3 separate regions of the Rattus norvegicus genome follow, and regions 2 and 3 are each linked to region 1. A link is a contact called in public Hi-C data. All regions are on one chromosome and are shown on one strand. The core of a region is the stretch at or near the end of the contact, and the rest is flanking DNA. Distances in the headings are between cores, read along the strand shown. Region 1 has its middle 24 kb from the start of Ndufb4. Region 2 overlaps Gsk3b (glycogen synthase kinase 3 beta). Region 3 holds the start of Gsk3b (glycogen synthase kinase 3 beta).

The links. A called contact is a pair of places that touch in the nucleus more often than the background predicts.
Region 2: a contact with region 1 is called in a Hi-C map of Schwann cells, with 8 times the contacts expected there. The contact joins two enhancer-like sites. A contact is called at or near these places in 5 of 12 Hi-C or Micro-C datasets (the A7r5 cell line, Schwann cells, frontal cortex and 2 more).
Region 3: a contact with region 1 is called in a Hi-C map of frontal cortex, with 1.8 times the contacts expected there. The contact joins the promoter of Gsk3b here to the enhancer-like site in region 1. A contact is called at or near these places in 2 of 12 Hi-C or Micro-C datasets (Schwann cells and frontal cortex) and 1 of 1 datasets of contacts at active chromatin or transcription factors (oligodendrocytes).

Annotation. Positions count from the first base shown.
Region 1 is chr11:76,543,316-76,546,226 of GRCr8, forward strand. No RefSeq gene overlaps it. Among named protein-coding and RNA genes, the nearest start is that of Ndufb4, 24 kb to the right of the region's middle. Within about 2 kb of position 1,461, at least 59 of the 93 cell types and tissues checked have an H3K27ac peak or open chromatin away from gene starts, as enhancers often do. A contact at or near this core is called in Schwann cells, where this site is marked.
Region 2 is chr11:76,040,792-76,043,702 of GRCr8, forward strand. All of the region lies in intron 7 of Gsk3b (glycogen synthase kinase 3 beta), which reads right to left. Among named protein-coding and RNA genes, the nearest start is that of Nr1i2, 77 kb to the left of the region's middle. Within about 2 kb of position 1,545, at least 2 of the 93 cell types and tissues checked have an H3K27ac peak or open chromatin away from gene starts, as enhancers often do. A contact at or near this core is called in Schwann cells, where this site is marked.
Region 3 is chr11:76,151,735-76,154,645 of GRCr8, forward strand. Gsk3b (glycogen synthase kinase 3 beta) reads right to left here and starts at 1,515. Exons shown (of 11, transcript NM_032080.1): 1 at 1,289-1,515. The coding sequence starts at 1,376.

The DNA.
Region 1 (2,911 bases), core at 211-2,710:
AGTCACATTGCCTATTTCTCTCTACTTCGTACCTGGATCTTACACTTACCCTGTTAGCTTTTGGAACTAGGGAGTAAGAGCAGTCACCGAGTACTGAGCATGGCAAGGACGCGGTTACACAAGACCTCAGCTTCCGGCCTTGGTTCCTGGAGGGAGCTAGCATGCCTAACTTGAAGGGTATTGCGCCCTATCCAATCTCATTAGTTTCTTCCTCTCAGGGACTCACGTGACTATTATTGGAATGGGAGGCGGGGCCATGGAATTCATATGGCCATAAATTAGGAGGCCGCAATGCTCATACCACCACAGCATCAGGTTTGAGAGAACCTCCCTTCACAGTGCCTCTTAAATCTTCAGACCAAACAGCTTCTGGTCATGGGTAAGCTATGCCAGTCGACTGTCATCTAACCTTCTGGCATTTAACAAACATTCTTAGCCATGTTTTCTAGATTCCCTAGGGCCCAAAAGCCCAGGGAGAATGTAATCTCTATTTTCCTCAAAGATACACACACACACTCACACCAGTAATTTTAAGTTTGGAGAGAAATACAATGAGTGTTTTCCTAAGAGAAATTTTCTGTGAATAAAGATAGGTACTTGACCGAAGTGTGGTGCATACTTTTAATCCTATCCCTTAGGAGAAGGCAAAAATCAGGGACACGAGGATATCCATAGATACTTAGTGAGTTCAAGGAGGCCAACCTGGGCTATGTGAGGCCTTATCTCAAAACAAAACCAAAAGGAAAAAGGAAGTCCTTCTGGCCCACACCCACCCAGGGAACCCAAACCTCACAGGTCAAGGGAGATTGAGGCACAGGGCAGATTTCCATTTTTTTTTATCTGGACTACAACAGTCCCTGACTCTAAAAATTCCATCATGCTCTAGAACTGTTCGAGAGACCAGTGTTCAAAAATCAGAAAGCCAGTAACTGGAGTTAACCGTTGTAAGCTGGCAGTGCCTTCTCTGAAAGACCCAGTCTCCGTAGCTAGTGAGGTAGTCAAGTCACCCAACAGCTGCTTTGTGTTGGCAAAGGGCCGCTTAATGTAAAGACAATAACGTGAAAGATGTGACCGCACAGCCACGTGGTGGCGGACTTCGCCATCTTTGCTTACCAACATGTTTTAGATTGTATTCAAAGTGCCAGGCTTTGGTGTATTTCAGAGTTCTGTCTGGGGGTGGGCTCATCCCCCACACATTTTTCATAGTTTGTACTAGTGACTCGAGGATAGTGCAGAGAAACAAAGAAACTGAAGAGACAGGAAAGGGAGGAAGACAAAAGCAAGGCAGGGAGGCTAAGAGAGCCTGGGAAACCAACTTGAGACTTAGGAGGAGGGGGCGGGCGGGGAGTTTGATTCTACAGACTCCGGAAAGCCTATTAAGGCGCCCTGGGAGAAGCTCGCAGGGTGGGGATCAGGCCGTCCTGGTTGAAGCCTCTCGGAATTAAGAGCTGAAAGAGAAATCACAAAGGCTCATTGTTTTATTTGTGCCTCGACTTGGCTCCTGACCATTGGATCGCTGGAGTTCTGATAAACGCCCTGAGCTCCCCCTACTGGCTACTCTGAAGAACCTCACCATCCGGATCCCAAGAGAAATAGGATTACGTAACCCAGCTTTGGCTACTTAAGACTTTTTTTTTTCCTTTCCCAAGGTCTTGGCTTTTCCAAATCCTGCTGCCTAATGCCAGAGCTTGTCTGATTGCCAAGGTCCTAAGGCCCAGAGGAGGCATCTATGAAGGGCCCATGCTGATGGGAGGGCATGCAGGAGGGTGAACAAACATTTTTCTTGAATACGTGTCGCGCAAGTAAGTGCTGCAAATATGCCTGAAAGGGGGACTTTTTCTGGACTTTCATCTGCTTGCCTCAAATATGACGCTGGTACTAAACAAGACCTCTATGCTTAGGGGGTGGGCCTGCCCAGTCTAGGTTGGAGGCCATCCAAAATAAGTCCTAAGGTGAACCCAACTCCACAGTAGCCAAGGCACGCCCGGCTCTCCTTGCCTTCCCTCTTCCCTCCGTCTTCAGATCTGCGAGAGAGGAAAAAAAAAACCTGCAAGGAGCAGAATGTTCTCTGAGAGATAGAAAAATATCTCTCTCTCTCTCTCTCTCTCTCTCTCTCTCTCTCTCTGTCTCTCCTCCTTCCTTCCTTTTCTTCCTCCCCTCCCTCTCCCCCTCTTCCTCTCCCCTCCCCCTCTTTGTCTCCCCCTCCCTTCCTGCCTCTCTCCCTCTTCTCCTCTCCTTAAGGTTGCTATTAAACAAGGCAGAAGCCCTGCTCTTCCTAAAGGACACAAAGGCGAGACTTCTGTATGGGAAATGCAAGTCCAGAGGCCGGGAGCAGCGGTTGAGGGAGAGACAAAGAAGGACCCACAGCACTGGAGCAACAGGAACAAGATAGGAGTCTGCAGCTATAGACTGGGGCGGCCACACCCGCGGGGAGTGGTCCTGGGTCAGCAAGGGAGACCACTGGGCAATAGGCAGTGGATATGAGCATCACGTGAAGGAGGGGCAGATTTTCAGATGTTCGACTAGGATGCTTGTTCCCCATAAAGGACCTTCCTATGACCACCCCCCTCTTCTCTTCAGAGGTCAGAACCCAAACCTCTCCTTCAAAAATCAGCAACTTACTGGGGAGAGGCACAGTGGCAGAGGCCAGCCTGGTCTGCAAAGTGAGAACCAGTCCCAAAACAAAACAAGCAACTTTTCTTTCATAAAAGAGCTATGCCTCTCTCGGGGCAAAAATAAAATGTCCCTAAAACATTGTTTAGGTCGGTAGCATGAGGTTATTTTTAAAGGCTCTGGGCAAACACCCCAGATTCCTTTTCTTTTGTTAAACCAGAGGCAAACAACCATTAATTCAGGGTATTGCCAGGAGCCGTGCAGCCCTAGGGAAATGGCCACTTGCTTTTTCAATCCC
Region 2 (2,911 bases), core at 295-2,794, 500 kb before region 1:
TACATTGATGCACTGGTTTTACAATATGAATTCCAAGCAGAGATAAAATAAACAACTCAACGGATTTTGTGAAAGCTTTTTAGTTTACATTTATACAACCATGCTATAATACCAGACTAATGTTCTAGGATAAGAATGTTAAAAATCTGAGTCATAAAAATATTACTAGGAAAGATTCCAGGGACTAACTAACATACTAGTTAAGAACACAATCATCTGTAACCCTTGTCCCAGAAGATCCTATAATATCAACTAGACTTTGACGGCACCAAGCGCTCCCATATGCTCACACAGTTCTGTAAAACATCCATGCACATAAAATAAATAATTTTAGAAAATCTGAGCAACCCCCCAGCTTCCTTCCCAGCACTGTATCCCAACACTGATCTTAGCTGCTCTACATGTGAAAAGTGACACTCAAGTTGGCGAGGCCTAACAATGCTGTGGTCGGGTGTTGGTGGCAGGTTCATCATTTCACGCAATCACTGAACATTTAGAGTATCGCTACATAAAAGAAACTACCTGAAGACCTAGAGAAGACATAAAGAACAGGAGAACTCATATAGCATTTTATTAAAACAAACAATACCAGGCAAAGTAAACTGAGCACTTCATTGCCTCCAGAGCCGCAGAAGACAGGTCTAAGGAGAAGCACTATGCACAGACACAGACACGCACACACATACAGAAACACACATGATTTTACACGTTACTTTCATTACCGTAGAGCCCAGTATGAAATGGGCTTGTCTGTTTACTGAGACAGTATGTCCATAGATAGCCCTGGCTAGTCTGAAATTCAGAGATCTTCCCAATGCTCTGAGTACTGGGCTTAATGTATCATTACTACCAGCTGAAACAAATCTGTTGAAATAAAATATTACACTATTTACAAGTTAGTGAGAGTTTCACAGGAGAGTAATATAATATTAAATATTTAATTTGTGCTTGCAACCAACAATCAGGTGTAGTTCTACAAACATTCAGAACAAGTGGATTTAAAAAGCAAAAAGAAACAAAAAACCAGTCTTACTATGTAGGCCTTGCTGGCCTGGAACTCACTGATTATCTGCCTGTACCTGACTCCTGAGTGCTGGGATTAAAAGCACACAGCATCATGACGAAGCCAAATTCCTTAGTTTTTTGTTGGTTTTAATTCTCTAGACATCATTAAAACTTTCATAATGTCATTGACTTTTTAATTAGATTTTTCTTCAAAAGATACTCAAGTCAAAGACTGAGATACACGATTATAAAACACATGTTTTCAACATATGTGCACTGTGTTAGGAACTCTAATGATTCTCAAAATACTGAAGAGACAACTGCACTCGCAGGCTTATAGCTTTACAATATATGAGACCTTGGAATGGCCGGATATAGGGAAAGATGTCATGCACACACAATGGAGTATTATTCTGCCATAAGACAAACGGACTTCTGTCACTAGCATCGTGAAAAGGACATTATAAAGGACACTGTAATAAACTAAGTCAGCCATGGAAAAACAAGTAGCACATGCTCTGCTTCTTTGGAAGCCATAGACTGAGTTGTCACACACTCAGCTTTTACATCTGCAGAGTCTCCTGAAGGACACTGACTCATGCTACTTTGTAACAGTGGAACAAAGCCTACACGGTCATGAATGAGGCTCCTTAGCCATGAGTGTTGGTTGGAAGTCAACTGATGGGGTTTTTGTTTGATTTTAACTTTTAGAGCATGCACTTGCGACATTTACGAAGCTTTAGTTATAAACTTGCAGGCTGTCATTAAAAACTGTATCATTTTAAAAACCAATAAAGCATATAATGAAATTCCTCAGCACACTTTACTCACAGCCCTGCAACCCTGAATGTGAGGATCCTCAATGGGACGAAAAGATCTGAACATCACAAAGTGTTCCAGATGAAATAGTGAACTAGAGTCATTTTCCCACTCCCGTGATTAGTTGTTACATCTTAAAACAAAGCTATTTCTAGGATGTTTTTGCTGTTGGTCATGGTGATTTTAATAAGCCAGTTATGATGAAACATTAGGGAGCAAATTTTATATTAATGTGTATTTCTAGGCTGGGTGTGATGGCAATTGCCTTTAATTCCAGCACTCAGGAAGCAGAAGCAACAGGAGTTCAAGGTCATCCTTGGTCCACATAGCAAGTTCTAGGCCAGCAACGCTTGTCTTTCTACACTTTATCATGAAGGGTTATAGAGATCAGCAGACTCTGGATAACTAGCTGAGAGATCTTCTCATCCACAGGTTAGTGTATGTTTGTCCTAGAAAGGGTGAGAGTGAACAGCATAGGCGTGTAAGCCATGCTTCCTGTCACTCACCTGGCTCAGCTGTCGCTGCACAGAAGCACTCATTAGCAAAGCTTATGCTCACCATGGGCACAGACTGTAGTCAGGCTGGGCTCCATGTTGCTTCATACAGTTTTAGGCATGAAAACTGGAGGCCTAAATGAGTATCTTTTCAGAGGTAAAAGCTAGCTAGAGATAAAGTGGCGACAGAATCTGATGCTTTCCAGGGGAACACCAGTTTTAGGGGGTGATTTCAGAGAGTCTAATTATAAGGTTATTAGGAAATTAAGTGATTCAGTTTCTAATTTCAGAGGTTGTGAAAAATGCTTAGGTTATTAAATCACAAAGAAGACTTGGAAAGAAAACCATCTAGGAAGAGCCCCCCACAAAGTGGTGGGTATTGGGTATAGGAGAATGGCTTGGTGCTGTTTGTATTCAAAATGCTAAACTCTGAACCCCAAGATCTGGTAGCTCCAAGATGAGCAGATTCTCACATATACCAGCTTTTGTTGTGTAAACCTTGCTCACTAAGTTATCGATGACTGGTTAACACAGATGCAGACAGTGGGGGTGGGGGAAAGGTTCCCAGACTGGGGATTCTTGGATAGAGACCG
Region 3 (2,911 bases), core at 265-2,764, 390 kb before region 1:
CTGGAGGATTCCTCACTCCCAGTTGCTTAATCAATTGCACATAACAGCACATGCATTTTAACTTTTTAAAAATCTTAGTTCTTCAGTTACAGCAGCTCCTCTCAGCCACAAAACAGTTTTATCTATCTCCTCCCTCTTCTTTCTCAAGGAATAAGGAAAATACCATAGATATTTTGGCCAGAATCTGCAACTATGTTCTAATAAGCTGTCATGAAATACCACATAAACATCTCCACAAATAGATACATTTGAACACTGGATACTCGGTATACCAAACACTTCAAGAACACAGACTTTTTTTTTTTTTCAGCACAGATTCCCCAGCAAAAGACTGACAGATACTCATAGATACATTTTAAATCAGCCTAAAAAGGTATCCACTTGTACTCTTTAAAAAAAAAATTAACAAGTAATAAATGCAACACCACTTCAAAATTAAACTTAAATGACAGTCAGTGACAACACTTAACTTAGTATTTGGCAATATGGCAATACAACCTCAATCAAAAGTTGAATCTCCAAGTTACCTTTTGATTACACAAATTATATGGTGGCAGATTGGTAATGTCAAAACAGGAAGGTTAAGAGATAACACATTAAACCACTTAAAAATTAAAAACAATGCACTCAGAGATGCATCTGCTGCGGGATATTTCTCAGCTCCCACCAGCCCGGAGAAGAGTGAGGGATGGATACTAGCTCGCCTCCAACGGGAATGTGGGTTACCAAGCAAGTTCCTCCCCAGATTCAAAAATACTTTGTGTAGTCACACAGGCAAAAAGGAAATATTAGGAGGCTGGGGCATTTAGTATCTCTATTTAGAATGCAGACCCGTGATAACCTGAGCTAACTAAAATAAACCCCCTCATTCCAGAAGACACGGACTCGGCAAATGTACATCATGGTTTATTAATCAAGCGTTGTCCTCTTTATTCAAAGGGATGGGCAAGCGAAAGCTTCCACCGCTTAACCCGGAGGCACTGGGGCACTTGAAAAGACTGACTACCAACAGCACGGAGAACGTAAGAAAATAAGTTTCGAATCCAATCAGCCAAATAAAACTAATATTCTCTCAATTCAAGGTTAATGAGGCTGGGGGAGGGGGGTATGGGTATGGGAGGAGAAAAAGGAGCTGCCTCATCTTGAGTCAAGACAGGTTTTGCCCTTTTCCACTACCACTGGCTGACTGACTGTTCTATCAGGTCTGTTAGTTTAGATCCTGGTATTTCGAGGTTTCTTATCTTAATGGTGAGGTGGAGAAAGGGTGTAAAATAAAATCGATACTCACTGCTAACTTTCATGCTACCAAAAGCTGAAGGCTGCTGCACTGGCTTGCAGCTCTCCGCAAAGGAGGTGGTTCTCGGTCGCCCCGACATGATGGCTCTTCTCGATTCACCTTTTCCTTCCTTAATCCTTTTCTTCCTTTTGTTTTATGTTAGGGTACTAGGTTAATAATAAATGCAGCATTAAGTTCTCCCGCAAGAAAAAAAAAAAAAAGACTTCGTTCTCTTGGCCTTTCACTCCTTTTGTATAGCTATTTAAGAAGAAAAAAAAAAGGAGCTATGTATTTCTTCAAGACAGATCGGTACGGATATTTAACACATAGATGATTTAGAGCTGGGGGGAAAATATAATTCTTTCACCTCCCTTTCCTGGGAGAGGAGAAAAAGGGTGGAGTGGAATCCTTAAAAAATATATATATATCACGTGAACGAGGGCAAATACTTGATTGAAAATAAGTACTCTGAGTATTATATTTTCCTCGGGGATTTTTTTCCGAGTCAATGAAGAAGGGAAGCGGCGGAAGGATCACGAGCCTCACGCTTGAAGAGAAGGGGGATGGGAAGGAGGGAGGAGATGGCTCGGAGATGCGACGGCAAACGCTGCGGCTCCGGCAGCAGAGGGATCCGGCGGTCTGACGGCGGCGGCGGCCGGGTGAATCGGAGGGCAGCGCAGTCGCGAGTCAGTGGCGGGCGGTGGCGGCGGCGGCTCCTCTCCTCATTGCGCCAGGAGCAGCTGCAGGCGGTGGCTGGATCCAGCGGCCATGGCGGCAGCGGCGGCGGAGGCAGCTCCCTTCAGACCCCAGGCAGCGGCTCCCTGACTGCTCCCCATACGCCGGGGACATGGGAACCAGGCAACCGCTTCCGTCCCTCGGGGTCCCCTCCCCCGTCCGCGGCCCCGGCACGGCCGGCCTCCGCCCCTCGCCTCTGCTGAGCGGCTGCTCGGGAAGTGTCCGCGCTGTGCCCCGAGCCCGAAGCCCTGTCAGCGGCTGCAGGGACGGCTCCTCCTCGCTGCCTTCCTTCCTTTGTCACTCGGCCCAGGCGGCGGCGACGGCGGCGACACAAGCCCGCATTCGGCCGGGTCGGGGGCTGCTCTGTGCGAGGCGCGCCGTCTGCGCAGTCGCCTAGCCCTTCCCCACTCCCCCCTCCCCCTTCCTACTCGTCCTCCGCCTCCTTCCTCCCCCACCCAGCCTTACACCGCCCAGCGCCCCGCCGCCCGCGTAACAGGCGTCTGGGAATCGCTCGCCGAGCCCGCGCCCGCCAGCTTCGGCTGTGGAGCCGAAACCTAAGCTGGAACCAATCAAAGACGTCGTTTGCTTGCAGCTCCGGCCGGAAAAAGCCGAGCGGCCTAAATAACCAATGAGGAGACGCCGCTGGGAGACCACGCCCCGGCAACGAGGAATGCCGAAGGTAGCCGAAAAGAGGGAAAGAGGGTTCGCCTTGTTCTGTGGCTGGCTGGAGAAAAGATTCGACAATAGCGACAGTGGCCAATCGGAGCTCTAGGCCCGCAGGGGGAAGCCTGAAGAGTTAAGGACAGCGAAACTCCCGAGTCGCGGGAGGAACTACTCGGCTGGGCACCGCGCCCGTTTCCTCATTGGCTGGACAACTCCACCGGGCGTGTTCTTTTCTCA